Regions from separate parts of the Mus musculus genome. Here regions 2, 3, 4 and 5 are each linked to region 1. A link is a contact called in public HiCAR-type and promoter capture Hi-C data. All regions are on one chromosome and are shown on one strand. The core of a region is the stretch at or near the end of the contact, and the rest is flanking DNA. Distances in the headings are between cores, read along the strand shown. Region 1 holds the start of Ctxn2 (cortexin 2). Region 2 has its middle 43 kb from the start of 4930517E11Rik. Region 3 has its middle 22 kb from the start of 4930583P06Rik. Region 4 has its middle 190 kb from the start of Sema6d. Region 5 has its middle 160 kb from the start of Sema6d.

Region 1 (2,523 bases), core at 9-2,508:
ATTTGAAGGAAATGATGTAGATATTCCATTTGTGGCTGACACTCTGTGCAACATCTTTGTAAGACTGTTTCATTTCCTAAGTGATAATACTCTAGATAGTCATAAAATTTGTCAAATATCGTCACGCCCAAGTTCTCCACTAAATAACAACAGCAGCAATGATAATGTACAAATTCTGTATCTGCATTTTCTCAAATATTAACGACTGAAGAGTTCATAAGATGAGCAATTAAGTTCGTAGGGAATCTACAGGTGCGTGCCAAGGATAGGTTCTGGGAATCGTGACAAAACATGATGGCTGTTAATAATACTAAAGGTGAGTGTGGAGGAACCTCTCGAGGAGAGGTGAGAGGGCCGGTGGCTGTGTTGCTTTAACGTGTTCTGCTTTGCTTCCAGTGAGGTCTGTTTACAATGTGAATATTCAACCACGTTTTAGAAAACCTGCACCGCATCTACCTAATGGTTTTGTCACAATGGTAGTTCAGTATCTTCTTGCAGGAAAGAGGTCAGCTTCAGCGTTTCAGCACTGCGGACAGCTCCAGGGCGTCTGCGGGAAGGGGTGGGGTGGAGTAAAGGGGGCGTGGGTAGTGGAAATGAACACCAAAAGACTAAGTGACGCATCAGTATTCGGTTAAACCAGTGCACTTTTCACACCGTTTTTTTCCTTTGTCTGATCAAAGGAAACATAAAAATCTAGTGCCTTCTAACAACCCGGGACTGCTGTTTCCACTCACAGCGAAATGCCTTCGGCACAGCTGGGGACATAACAGAGACAAGGATTTTCGCAATGAATTAATTAAATCCTCACTACCCCAAGATGCACAAATAGTGACGAACCCCGATTGCTAAGCTTCAGGATGCGATGTGAGTGAAAACGAGCCCTGGTCTCTGCTTTTTCTGACGGACCTGAAAACCAGACCCTGTTGCTGCTGTTAGTCCCTTCCCTATCTCACGTCCCACCTCGTTGCTTTCACATCTACATACTCGCAAATATTTACACATTGTCACATCGGAGAAAGGCACACATGCACACACATTTTCCTGCAAACACTCGCGCACGGGTCCTTCCGCGGCTGCCCGTGTCCTGTCTCTCACCCAGACACAGACATTATTTACACACGTAGGCCAGGAAAGCGCTACCCACGGTCCTGTGACTCCACGCAGGTCCTCAGAACACGCCGTTTACACGAACCGAGATCGGCGAGCACAGACAAACCTGCCAACAAGTCTACTGGCTGGAATTCATCTCCATGGCAACAAACATGGAAGGTGAGCCCATCCATCCCTGCTGCCTGCGAAGTAACTTTCTCCCCCTTCCTCAGCATTCACCAACAGGGTTCCAGCGCCAGTCCCCAGGAGAAGGTGTCCTTTTTCTCTTGGATTTTAGAAACAGGAGAGCCGAGTGGGGGGCAGGGAGAGCTTGTAGGTTTGGTGAGCTCAAATTCTAAAAAGAAACGAATGCCTCTGCAGCTGCTGATGCTGTCAAGAAAGAAAAAAGAAAGAAAGAAAACGTGTTGTGTGTATACAGATTGCTGATGTTTCTCCCATAGTGTCTTGTAGGAAGTTTCCATGCTTCCTGCAGTTTAATATGTAGAAGGCAACTGGCGACAACGCAAGGTAGAACACTAGCAATGGTCTAGGCTTCTTTAGTGAGACATGTTGAGAATTTTCAGATCGACCAGTGCTTTGGAAGGAATGGGTGTCTGAGGAGCCAGCCAGTTGTTCTCTTAAGGAAAATCTCTCAAGGTTGACGTCTCCAGAGCTTTGGGGTAGATTCTTGAAGATCCGAGGTTTTGGAACTCTAGGAAACCAAAATGCATGCACTTCAGCATGATGAAGACATCTGGGTTTGTAATTTAAGGTTTTCTTTTGATTCCAACACATCCATTCCTAAATGATAGCTGTGTACAGATGTGGCCTCAGTAGTGCTTTCTGCTATTGCTTATTTAAACAGGATTTAGCAACCTTTATATTTGATGAAGGGTCTGTTGTTTTTGTACAGAAGAGCTTGTGATTTTTTTTTAAGCTTGAGTTTGCATGTCTTGTTTCATAAAATTACAAGTATCCTCTCATTAGAGTGCAATCATCTTGCACTCCAAGTATAACTATTTCAGATTTAATGTTTATGATGTTATTGCTAGATAAATAAACAAGAAGGAAAACCTGTTGATTAAAATAAAGACATGGGAGGTTCTTAGGAGGTGCCTACACTTTACCATTAGCTTCTGCAACTGCATGCTAATCTGTGGCAATTAAATAACCGTTTTTTGAAAAATGAATTTGATAGCTCCTAATCAGTAAATAATTCACAGTAAAAAATTTACCTACCACATTTACTCATGAACACGAAAGGTTACATAGCAGGTATAAAAATACTCTCTTTAGTCAGTTACTGGCAATAATATGATGTAAACAACTGAGCACAGAGGACGTTGTTGTTGTTGTTGTCAGTTATTTGTTGCTAACTACAAAGTGACTCCATGACATAGGGCCCTTTGATATCTACAGGTACTGCCATGGGCC
Region 2 (2,523 bases), core at 14-2,513, 960 kb before region 1:
GCCTATGGTGGTCGCAAAAGTAATCACTGAATGGAGTGAGCCAGTGAATGCATGTGCAGGAGTGGAGTGAGCCAGGGAAGACACATGACCTGACATTATGCCCTTTCTCCAGCAGAGAGCTGGTGCTGGTGTTAATATGGTAGCTGCAGTCACTACTGCCTTGACAATTACAAGTTGGTGGCAGTCCTTCCACCTGTACACAGCACAGTCCACACGCTCAGTTAAGACAGCAGAGTACTGAGTGATCAGCAACTATTGGAAGAATCCTGATTGGCGGCATAGTGTACTAATGCTTTCTTCAATTAGTTTCCTCCAGAGTTAATCCCATTTACTTCTCCTGTTTTGGCAACCAGCTGTTTGAAGTTGCTGGGCAACCTGGAGTTGAAAGGGAGGGGAGGGTTTAAAAAAAAAAAAGATGGAAACCCAATAGCTGGACCCAAGATGCAGATAAAATGAAAATCTTATGCCGGCTGATAGGGTGCCAACAGATCATACCAAAATAGAGATGGAAAGGGTGAACTAAATTCATATCCAAGCATTTGTTTTTCGGGATTTATATTCTCTAAGTAATGTAATTTTTTCTCTTGAAACAGTGTGATAACAAAGAACTAGGGGATTAGATGTTCAGTGAAAGGGAAAACGTGTTCTGTCTTCAGGAAAGCAAGAGCATTTGAGAGAAGCTGGCTCTCCTCTGGGGCTACTGCTGCTTCTAGAGAAGCGAATTGAGAACCGATTGTGTTCAATCCTGCAGAAACTTCAGAAGCATAAAGCTTCAAGGGGTAGAGAGGCTAACAAGAACACCAGGACAATAAAAGTCAGGGGTTTAGACTGCGACTGAAGGTGGAGAAAATGAGAGGGGAGCCCACATACCCTGTGCAGCCTGGATTCTGCCTCCCATGTTGGGCCTGGGAATGCTGTGGTGGCAGCCTCAGAGTAATAAGAAGGAGCACATTGCTATAGCTTCCTCCTGGGAAAGCTGAAGTTGTTGCCTGGGAAAGGTAGACTTCTATCAGATATGTTAACTGCCTGTAACAAGACAAAGGCAGTTCAGTGCTCTTTAAGTAAAGATTCACTAGGTGATCCTGGGGAGGAAGCAGCTCCTTAGAGCCTCTGGCAACATGCTGCCCATTTGACAGAGAGAAAAAAAATTATTTTCATCTAAGAAACACAAGGGTGCATTCATCTTGCCAGTAAAAGCCAAACGCATAACAGAAATCACAGGAATTGCTGCGAAGCTTTCAAGTGGAGCTGGAATGCCGAGCCTACCAGGGTCAACTGTGGCCCCCTCGGCATGCCAAGTAGCAACCCAGATCTGAAAACAATACAACATTCACAACATTCTTTCTCATAAAAATAAAATGAGAATGTCTCATTTAACTTTCAGTATTATGGGCTCAAAGGGCGATGACTTCTACCCGTTCTATGAGAACTTAACTGGAGTGGAAGAAGAAGAGAAACATTGAGAAACTAGGAGGTGGAGAATCATTCTGTGTAGATAGAATGACATTATTAAACATAAAAGAGAATTTCTTTTCATTAAATAGTAATTGAGATACTTTAAGGACTAAATATATAAACTTAAATCCTTTTTATTTATATGGCTAGAAATAACATATTTAGTTAATGTGCTATAACACATAAATCAATTTACTCATATATATTCATCTATATTCATACTTGTATTTTTCAGATGTAAATGCCCTTTTAAGCAGTCAGTGTCATATAACTTACTTGAATAACTTAGACATTGAAGTAATATAGTAAAAATGACCATGGCTTTAGAAATTCATACTTTATTCTGTTCTTCTGACCATATCATACAGCTTATATATCTGTCCTAATCTTAGAGTAGGGTGTTCATTTGTTTTAATAATGGGATATTTAGTGATGTCTACTCAGGCCCTCCCAGGTCTCCAGTGGCTTCCGTTCTGCAGGGAGAAAAGACCATATCATGATTATCATCATCCAGTAACAGCTGGCAGAGACATAAAAAGAAAAACCATGAATCTAAGATGGAAGCTAGAAGACCATGGCAATGTGCTTATCCAACTGGAGTTTCTGAAAAGGCCAGAAAAGAAGGGTCTCCTAGTGTATGGAAGACTATACAAGAAATGCTACCTCAGTGTTCAGAGATGAAACCTGTGTCCAAGGGCACAGTTCTGCTCACTGTAGCCTCAGCTTTTCACTTTCAAGATCTCTCAACCACTTCTATAAACAAGGGAAGAATTCCACACTGGACTTGTCATACCCACATAGTCTGGGATAGGACTGAAGATTGACTGACGTCCTTCCTGAACCCTGTCTGCCTCTTCCTCTCATCTCCACCAGAGAATGAACATCTTCCTTTTACAGGGATGCCACCTTCACTGGACGGAGTTTACCATTAGGTCTAACTATATATGGTCTTCTCCTGTGTCTTTGCTATCTATGACTGGGTAATTTTCAATCTACTGTCTTCCATTATCCAAACACTGCATATTATTACCCCATTATTGCTGTCATTATTAATACTTGATGGTATCT
Region 3 (2,523 bases), core at 12-2,511, 890 kb before region 1:
CCTCAAGTCTCTAAGTGGTTCAAATGCTCTGAAAGCCCAAACTGGCTGGACCCCTAAAATGCTTCAAAGCAGAATCTGGGAAGAGAGAGGCATGAATGTGAAAGAAAGTTCAGGAAACTGGGTAGAAGAATCTGTGCAGACCTGCTCTTGGGTAGAAGGCTCTCAAGTGCACACTGGTTGGCTGTAGAGCCTTGAGCTTACCTCCTGGACCTGCCCCTCTCCCTTCCTTCAATTTCTTCCTTCCTCTCCATCTTTCTGCTCCCTTCCAAAGTCTGTTAGCTTCTATTGCATCAGCTCCTCTCCTCTTATCTCCAAGGATAGCCACTTGATTTATTTCTTCTTTTCAGTGTGCCTGCTAAACTGTGATGTTGGTGGATATCTTGTACGTTTCAGTCATTTTATCTTGTGTGTGAGCCAAGAGGATGATGTCATACCAGGCCATGGGAGACTGAAAGAGGAGTCAAATTCAGTTTCCCCACATTTCAGAAAAGAACTGGTCTATTGACCTAGTTACAGACCTAATTCTTAGAAGACAAAGAGAAGGATGTGGATTTACTTGCATAAGTCTGCTGAAAATTAAATGACCATGGACGCATGGCAAATATAATTTTATTCTACTAATAAGTTGTGTGGATGAGAATTTATAATGCATTGGAAATAATTTAAAAGACAATAGTCATTATATATTTATGCCCTATTGCATTAATAGGTGTGAAATGGGGAAAAGGAATGCTGCTTTGCTGTCAGTGGTGTGTGTGTGTGAGCCCAAGCTCATTCTATATTGAGTCTGAATCATTTAGATTACCTGTTCTAGCCATGCAGTTCTCCATGGTTTACACGAACAATTACAGACACAGGCTGTATAAAGAAGACATCTTCTTTAAAATGGGATTGAATGTTTTCAAACAGAAGACACCATTAACAAGCATATGTAAAATGGGCCAGTATTTTAGAAGTACCTGAACAGTTTTGTTGTTTTGTGTTGTTTTCAGAGACACAGGCTTAGTAGACAATGGAACACATGGATATTACATTCCAAGATTTGCATACTCTGCTCAGTTCCCTCATTCAGATCTCTTCTGCTCTTCCTTTGATGTTACCTACCAAGTAACTTCTCCTAACTTCCTTTTATTATCCCAACTGACCTGCATTTGAATATAGCTAATTCAGCTGACTACCTCATGCCAGTCTACTGAGCACAGCCAGAAGTCCACATCAGCACCCCCACTGCCCCCTGACCCACACACTCAGTCTGCCTTCTCCTTTTACAAACCAAATGCCAAACTGGTTTCACAATGGAGATGTTGCACAGAAAAGTTGGCTCCATCACAATGTCCACCCAGTGGTTATATGAATGGTTGTTTATAACTTGTGTTCAGCTTTCTGGCCAAGCACTGGTGTCGCCTAAAATTGCTACTGTGAGAAAACCAAAATGCTACTTCGTAAGCCCAAATTGTTCATCTGAGTTTTGGAAAACTGCTCTTCTTTCTGCAGAGCTTGCTAAAGAAAGATAAACAACTCTCCACAGACAATGGAATCGGGGGAGAGTGGCTCTCTATTAGGTTACTTGTTGCTGTGGAGATGGGCAGAAATGTGTACTTAAAAGGTGCCTGCCTTGCTGTGAGGTAAAATATGTTAAATAACAGCAGTCCCCACAAATTCCTCTGTTGACCCCTTGTGGATATGTGACTCAGAAATTAAACAGCTTCTGGTTTCTCCCATGATGGAATCAGGGGCATGATTTAGATATGAAGTCATCTATTGTTTCTCTATTACAGTGATAATTTAAACAAACACCCGGTCTTAAAATAGTAATTGGTTCCTGATCTCTGATGATCAGTGACCTTACTTTCTACTATATTTCTTTTGCCTTCTGCAATTCAACTTCCAAAGTATCAATATATGAAGAGAAATTGAAAGCCTAGGGATATGCAGGATTTGTATCTTGGGGTAAAATACAATCGTAAATAATTTATTTGACTTGCCTGAAATTATTAAATTTCAGATGAACAAATTAATAATAAAATCTTTGCAGGAAGATAGTAATAATCTAATTTTCCATTTAGCCTGAACTTTGAATCAAATATATAACTTATTCAGTGATAATAAATTTATTTCTTAATAACATGAAATGATTTCAGGGGTTGGCTGTCAGATTGGAGCCATCAGGAAATGGGCCCAAGTGGCCTCATGGGGGAAATTCAGTAATTCCCAGTAATGCAACTGGATGGAAATAAGAAGTGATTGCTGTCATACTGCTGAGTGACTCTGCTGCAAGAAGAGAAGCAGAGGGTGGTGTTTGGGATGGGGAACTGCAAGGGACTTCAGAATCCTAGCACAGGAGTCCTGGGTGGGCAGGAATGGTGAGGCCACATGGAAGGATAAGAAATCTCTCCACATGGGGAAGCCTTGCTCAATCGGTGGGGGGAAAAGACAGACACACACACACATCTATCTCTGTATAAAATCAGTGTCTCCAACAAAGAATAGCCACTCAAGAAACTGCTTAAAACAAAAGCTGGT
Region 4 (2,523 bases), core at 8-2,507, 670 kb before region 1:
CTGATCCCCGTTGTATTATTTGCTTGTGTTATTTGGAGAAACGCAGGCATTTCTGTGTTCGCTGGCCCTCATGCTGGCTCTGAGTGCCTTGACCCAAAGCAGGTGGTCCACTGAGCCATGATTCACCTGGATCAGGCCTTTGATGTTATCCTCAAGAGAGGTGATATGCACAATTAGGGGTCCACCAGTGACATTTGAAAAAATAGTTCAGGCTTCAACGTAAATTGAAACCCACAACCAGGCTATGCTGCTTAGACTGAGCCACACAGTAGGCAACTTGCTGCAAATCCTGTAATTACCTTGTGAACAGAACAATTATAGGGATTTGGGGTGTGTTTTGTTTTGTTTAAATGTAAATATTTAAGAATGCCTGGATCCAGATCAGTGAAGTTCTATTTTGGCTTTTCACTGTTTCCACTGTGTCTTTGACTGAGAAGGAGAGAACTACTTGACTTTGAGATCATCCGGTCTGCAGCAGATGAAACTAGAGTTTCTGGTCTAGGTTTGCCCTGCTCTTAGCTCAGCTGGCCCCTGAAGTTTCAGGCCTGGTTCTCATCTGGACCCCATGATCTTCCCTCCACTCTAAAAGCCACAGCTGCTTTTGTGCCAGACAGTGACCCGTGATAGAAGACAGACTGGGTACTTTACAGCAGTCCTCGATTGTGCTGTCCCAAGGGATAAGTTATGGCCAAAAGAAACAGGACAGCCCAACCTAATGATTCAGCCAGTCAGAAGAGGCAAGGATGTCTGATAGTGTAGCCCAACACTGTAAGAAAGCCTACATACATGTAGCCAATCTAAAGAGAGTCATTAAAGTGCAGACAGTTTTATGTTCTCCCAAATATTCATCTGGGCTAAAAAGTGTTTGAATCATAAATGCAGAACCAACACTGACATAAATGTTAGTGTGTGGGCAGTGTGGAATGGTACAAGACAGAAAACATGATCTGAGGCCCCTCCCTTGCACTCCTGCCCTTCCACAAACTGGGGCTTCCGTCTTATCTTGCACACTTGCTCTGATTGTTTTAAACTGACAAGAGTCATGAGAGCATTTCTAGTGGGAAATCTTGCTTCATTCCTCTGACTGGAAGTACATTTGAGCCTTAGCATAGCTATGTTCACTTTATAACTGGGTGGGAAAATCCTGGAGGCCACTTTAGGAGAAAGCATTTGAAAACAAGACAAAGGATATTTTCAGAGGCAAATGTTTCTGGAATGTATTCAAGCGGCCACCATGGCCATTGGCCGGGAGAATGCCAATTGCAAATGCTCTCCTCACTGATTAGAGAATTCCTGAGTTCAGAGCAGTACATAAAGTCAGAGGGCAAGTCTGAATTCTGCAGTGAATTTGATGAACTATTTACAATTACAGAGTGACTTACAAACATCCCAGAGCCATGACCAGCCTAATGTGGGTTTGAGAAAGTTGAATATCAGATGCTTGAAACTGTTTTGTGGCCCAGAAGGATTCTTGAAAAACCACTGAAGCACAATTTTTCTTAGCCACTGTGGTTTAGGCATACTTAGACTTCCATGTGCCTCACTGGTAATGATCATCGAAACCACAAATACTGAAGTTTTGTAAAAGCATTGTTTGGTAAGGAATAGAAAAATTGTAATATTGATTAAATTATGAAACTATGAGGTCTCAGAATTGGTTGTCTGATGATAAACAAACATGTGCATCTGTGTGTACATGGGCATGTGGGTCCATGTTTGTGTGTGTATACATGTGTGTATGTACACATGTACATGTGTGTATGTGTGTGTACATGTATATATGTGTGTGTACACATGTGTATGTATGTGTGTGTACATGTGTGTGTGCCCGCGCATGTGTGTGTTCAACAAATACATTCCTGATCTTTACCTAGAACTAACAAACCAAAACAATTCTTTGTTCTAACAAAATGTCCTTGAAAAACAAGCCCCATCTCTTTTCTGGTTGGAACGAACTTGCTTTCTAATACTGAGCCAGGTATACAGAAGCAGAATTAGTCAGAACCCAGATCACACACTGGTTGTGGGTCAGACCAACATTACTGTTGGCTCTATAAGGGCGTGAAGTTGTCACGAGTTGCTGTCTATCTCTGAATACAAGGCCACGCAGGGTGCTATCTCCAAGGAGTGACTACACAATTACTCTTAGAGTGATTGGTTCCTTGTGAGCAAAAGTGTCTTCAGTGCAGCTTAGAGATGATTTCAACTATATAAACTACTCTTAGAAATAATTTGTTCGCCGGGCGTGGTGGCGCACACCTTTAATCCCAGCACTCGGGAGGCAGAGGCAGGCGGATTTCTGAGTTCGAGGCCAGCTTGGTCTACAGAGTGAGTTCCAGGACAGCCAGGGCTACACAGAGAAACCCTGTCTCAAAAAACCAAAAAAAAAAAAAAAAAAAAAAAGAAATAATTTGTTCATTACTGTGTTGTTTTTAATTTTTGCAGCATAATACACATACAGAAAAGTATCTACTGCTTTCCCTCCTGTTTTGCTGACTCGGTGAGATCAGCCTTCAGGAAAAG
Region 5 (2,523 bases), core at 15-2,514, 650 kb before region 1:
GAGCATCAAACTTCAGCAGAGGCGTTACACTGAGCTACTCAAAAGCTTTTCTTCACACTCAGGTCTACAGAATGGCACGGGTCACAGGATGTGACCTATGCCGAGTCCATGCTGCTGTCACATGACCAGCATAGCCTTACTGCTAAACTAGACTACTGTACAGAGACTGATTTGTGATGCTACATTTGGTGAACAGGGTCTTAACACAGAGGAATTTTTTTTCCTCTGATCTGTGAAGAGCAATAGGATACATAAGACTCAGTTGACAGGCAATCTTCAAGCTGTCAAAGGGTTTTTTTTTTTTTTTTTTTTTGGTTGGTTGGTTGGTTGGCTGGTTGGTTGGTTGGGTGTGTGTGTGTGTGTGTGTGTGTATGATTTTTTTTTTTTTTGCCTCAAAATGCTATTTCACAATTCCAATGCCTAGACTGACATGGTATTTACACTTGGTGCATGCTTCCTCTAACCTTGCCCCCAAATGTTTCCCCCTCACTCCCAATGGTTCCCAAATAGTTAGATTAAGTGGAGAAATTAGCTGTTTCATTAAATTATTAGAAAAACTATATTTGTTTAATTCAGTTCCATGGTTTCAAAAATCAGGAGTAATAAAACACTAATGCATGTATTTGTCTTTTCTCCTTTCTAGATTCTACCAAGACAGAGCCATCTCCAAGGTATGAGACAGTATACTATTCCCCAATTTGTTGGCTAAACTCAGAATGGCATTTTTTTCTGTTGTGGTGAGTGCTACATTCAAATAGTAGTTAGAAGTGGGTGTTGTCTCTGCTGGTGGTGCTGGTGAATGAAGACTACTACAAATATGATATGGCAGGATCAGACCAGGAGGGGGGTGCAAAGGAAGGGAGGGAGGGGATGAGAGAGAGGCTTTCTTGCTTGATTAGCCCTTTTATGAGACAGCAGACTTTTTGTCTCTAAGTTTCAAAGACAGAAGACAGCTTCTTTGTGAGCCAATGTGGAAGGGCCCCACACCTCCACTGCAGCCTATTTTGGAAGAATTAAAAAGCAGAAGCCCCTCCTCATAGCCCTGACTCCTCGGCTGCATGAGGCCTTCTATCCAACTCTGCAGGACCACATTAGCCAAGTTGTCTAACTTCCAGAAGTCTCTGTAAGAACACGCTATTGCGGATTTACTAATCATATTATAGAACACAATAGAAACCCCTTTGGATTCCCATCGAGGACTGGGTGTAGAGGATGTGCACCATCTGGTTGGTGAAGGCAGGAATCGGTTTTTTTCAAGAGGGCACACATCCAAGTTCTGCTTCATGTGCATCAGAAGGAGGACGGATAAGCGAGTCTGTTTATAATGAGAGCAGTTCTGAAGCTAATAAGATGGGGTGTGTTTACAGTGTGCGACGTCTCTCTGAAGCTACGTGTGTGTGCAGTACATTTGGACGCCTTGCTTGTTCGGAGGCTGGGCTTCCAATTGAAAAATGTAAAACTCACCATGTGTTAATTGGAAAATAGAGGCATCTTTTCTGTAGAGCATCTGGCTTCCTAGGTATTAATTACGGTTCTGTCTACACATAGAGACTAGTATTTTTAACATCTTCTCTTATTCACCATGTTACTTTTAGAAACTGTTAAGTTTTCAGATCGTAGGGGGAAACAAGTAAGATAAACTCTACTAGATATTGGGGGCTTTTTACAAATATTTTTTATGCTAGGTGTGGAAGCACCTGCTTGTACTCAAAATTGCTTTTTTTTTAAATCTTAACCATATTTTTATTCTTTGAAATTTTCCTACAGTATAATTTTAGCATATTCTTTTTCATCCTTCAACTCCTCTCAAGCCCTCCCTACCCACCCAACTCTGTTCTTTCTCTCCCTTTCAAAACAAAATGTTAAAAGGTAAAACGAATATAGACACACACAGAAAGAGAGAGAGAGAGAGAGAGAGAGAGAGAGAGAGAGAGAAGAAATCATGGAGCCAAAATCTGTTCTGACCAACTAGTCTTGAGCATGAGGCCTGCCCTGGAGTGGGGTGGAGATGCCCAGGGTCACACCACTGAAGAAAACTAATCTTCCATTTCCTAGTAGCTAATGTTTGTGAATAGCATCTTCGCTGGGGCTGCGATTTTGTGCCTTCATCCCTTCCTCCACGCTGTGATTTGGCCTGCCTGGAGTTTTTCATGTTTGTGGTGTCACAGTCTCTGTAATCTCATATGTGTATCAGCCCTGTTCTGTCTAGAAAATACTGTTTCTTTAAAATTGTACGTCACCTCTGGCTGTTTCCATGCTGTCATTTGCATAGATCCTGAAAACTGAAAGATAGACCTTATTATCTACTGCACTCACGAAGTAAAGACTGGATGATGGCAGGCTCAAGGAATGCCCAAGCTACACAGCAAGACCTTATTAAAAATATATATAAAGACACAGAAAAACAGTGAAGGCATATTTTCAAGGCTGTCGAAGTTTATAACAATAAATAGTAATGAAACAGGAAGAAAGTGTGAGACTTCCTAATACTAATCTTCATTGAATGTTTAAAAAAATGTTTTT

Evidence for each region. Promoter capture Hi-C pulls out the DNA fragments that hold promoters and counts their contacts. HiCAR-type assays count read pairs that join an accessible place to other places.
Region 2: a HiCAR-type map of astrocytes shows a contact between it and region 1, with 4 times the contacts expected there. The contact joins the enhancer-like site here to the promoter of Ctxn2 in region 1. A contact is called at or near these places in 9 of 39 promoter capture datasets (3T3-L1-derived adipocytes, the C10 cell line, cranial neural crest and 5 more) and 6 of 115 datasets of contacts at active chromatin or transcription factors (astrocytes, embryonic forebrain, forebrain and 3 more).
Region 3: a contact with region 1 is called in a HiCAR-type map of astrocytes, with 2.8 times the contacts expected there. The contact joins the enhancer-like site here to the promoter of Ctxn2 in region 1. A contact is called at or near these places in 5 of 39 promoter capture datasets (3T3-L1-derived adipocytes, cranial neural crest, embryonic stem cells and 1 more), 6 of 115 datasets of contacts at active chromatin or transcription factors (astrocytes, embryonic forebrain, embryonic midbrain and 3 more) and 1 of 9 other capture datasets (embryonic stem cells).
Region 4: a contact with region 1 is called in a HiCAR-type map of astrocytes, with 2.6 times the contacts expected there. The contact joins the enhancer-like site here to the promoter of Ctxn2 in region 1. A contact is called at or near these places in 4 of 39 promoter capture datasets (the 3T3-L1 cell line, cranial neural crest, hippocampal neurons and 1 more), 2 of 115 datasets of contacts at active chromatin or transcription factors (astrocytes and embryonic forebrain) and 1 of 9 other capture datasets (macrophages).
Region 5: a promoter capture Hi-C map of hippocampal neurons shows a contact between it and region 1, with 4 times the contacts expected there. The contact joins the enhancer-like site here to the promoter of Ctxn2 in region 1. A contact is called at or near these places in 4 of 39 promoter capture datasets (the 3T3-L1 cell line, the C10 cell line, embryonic stem cells and 1 more), 3 of 115 datasets of contacts at active chromatin or transcription factors (astrocytes, embryonic forebrain and large pre-B cells) and 1 of 9 other capture datasets (adipose tissue).

What each region holds. Positions count from the first base shown.
Region 1 is chr2:125,135,434-125,137,956 of GRCm38.p6, forward strand. Ctxn2 (cortexin 2) reads left to right here and starts at 1,259. Exons shown (of 2, transcript NM_001162934.1): 1 at 1,259-1,847.
Region 2 is chr2:124,171,713-124,174,235 of GRCm38.p6, forward strand. It overlaps a transcript of Sema6d not described here. Among named protein-coding and RNA genes, the nearest start is that of 4930517E11Rik, 43 kb to the left of the region's middle. Within about 2 kb of position 1,264, at least 12 of the 459 cell types and tissues checked have an H3K27ac peak or open chromatin away from gene starts, as enhancers often do. A contact at or near this core is called in astrocytes and forebrain, where this site is marked.
Region 3 is chr2:124,243,445-124,245,967 of GRCm38.p6, forward strand. It overlaps a transcript of Sema6d not described here. Among named protein-coding and RNA genes, the nearest start is that of 4930583P06Rik, 22 kb to the left of the region's middle. Within about 2 kb of position 1,262, at least 25 of the 459 cell types and tissues checked have an H3K27ac peak or open chromatin away from gene starts, as enhancers often do. A contact at or near this core is called in 3T3-L1-derived adipocytes and astrocytes, where this site is marked.
Region 4 is chr2:124,460,479-124,463,001 of GRCm38.p6, forward strand. It overlaps a transcript of Sema6d not described here. Among named protein-coding and RNA genes, the nearest start is that of Sema6d, 190 kb to the right of the region's middle. Within about 2 kb of position 1,258, at least 21 of the 459 cell types and tissues checked have an H3K27ac peak or open chromatin away from gene starts, as enhancers often do. A contact at or near this core is called in astrocytes, where this site is marked.
Region 5 is chr2:124,489,342-124,491,864 of GRCm38.p6, forward strand. It overlaps a transcript of Sema6d not described here. Among named protein-coding and RNA genes, the nearest start is that of Sema6d, 160 kb to the right of the region's middle. Within about 2 kb of position 1,265, at least 13 of the 459 cell types and tissues checked have an H3K27ac peak or open chromatin away from gene starts, as enhancers often do. A contact at or near this core is called in hippocampal neurons, where this site is marked.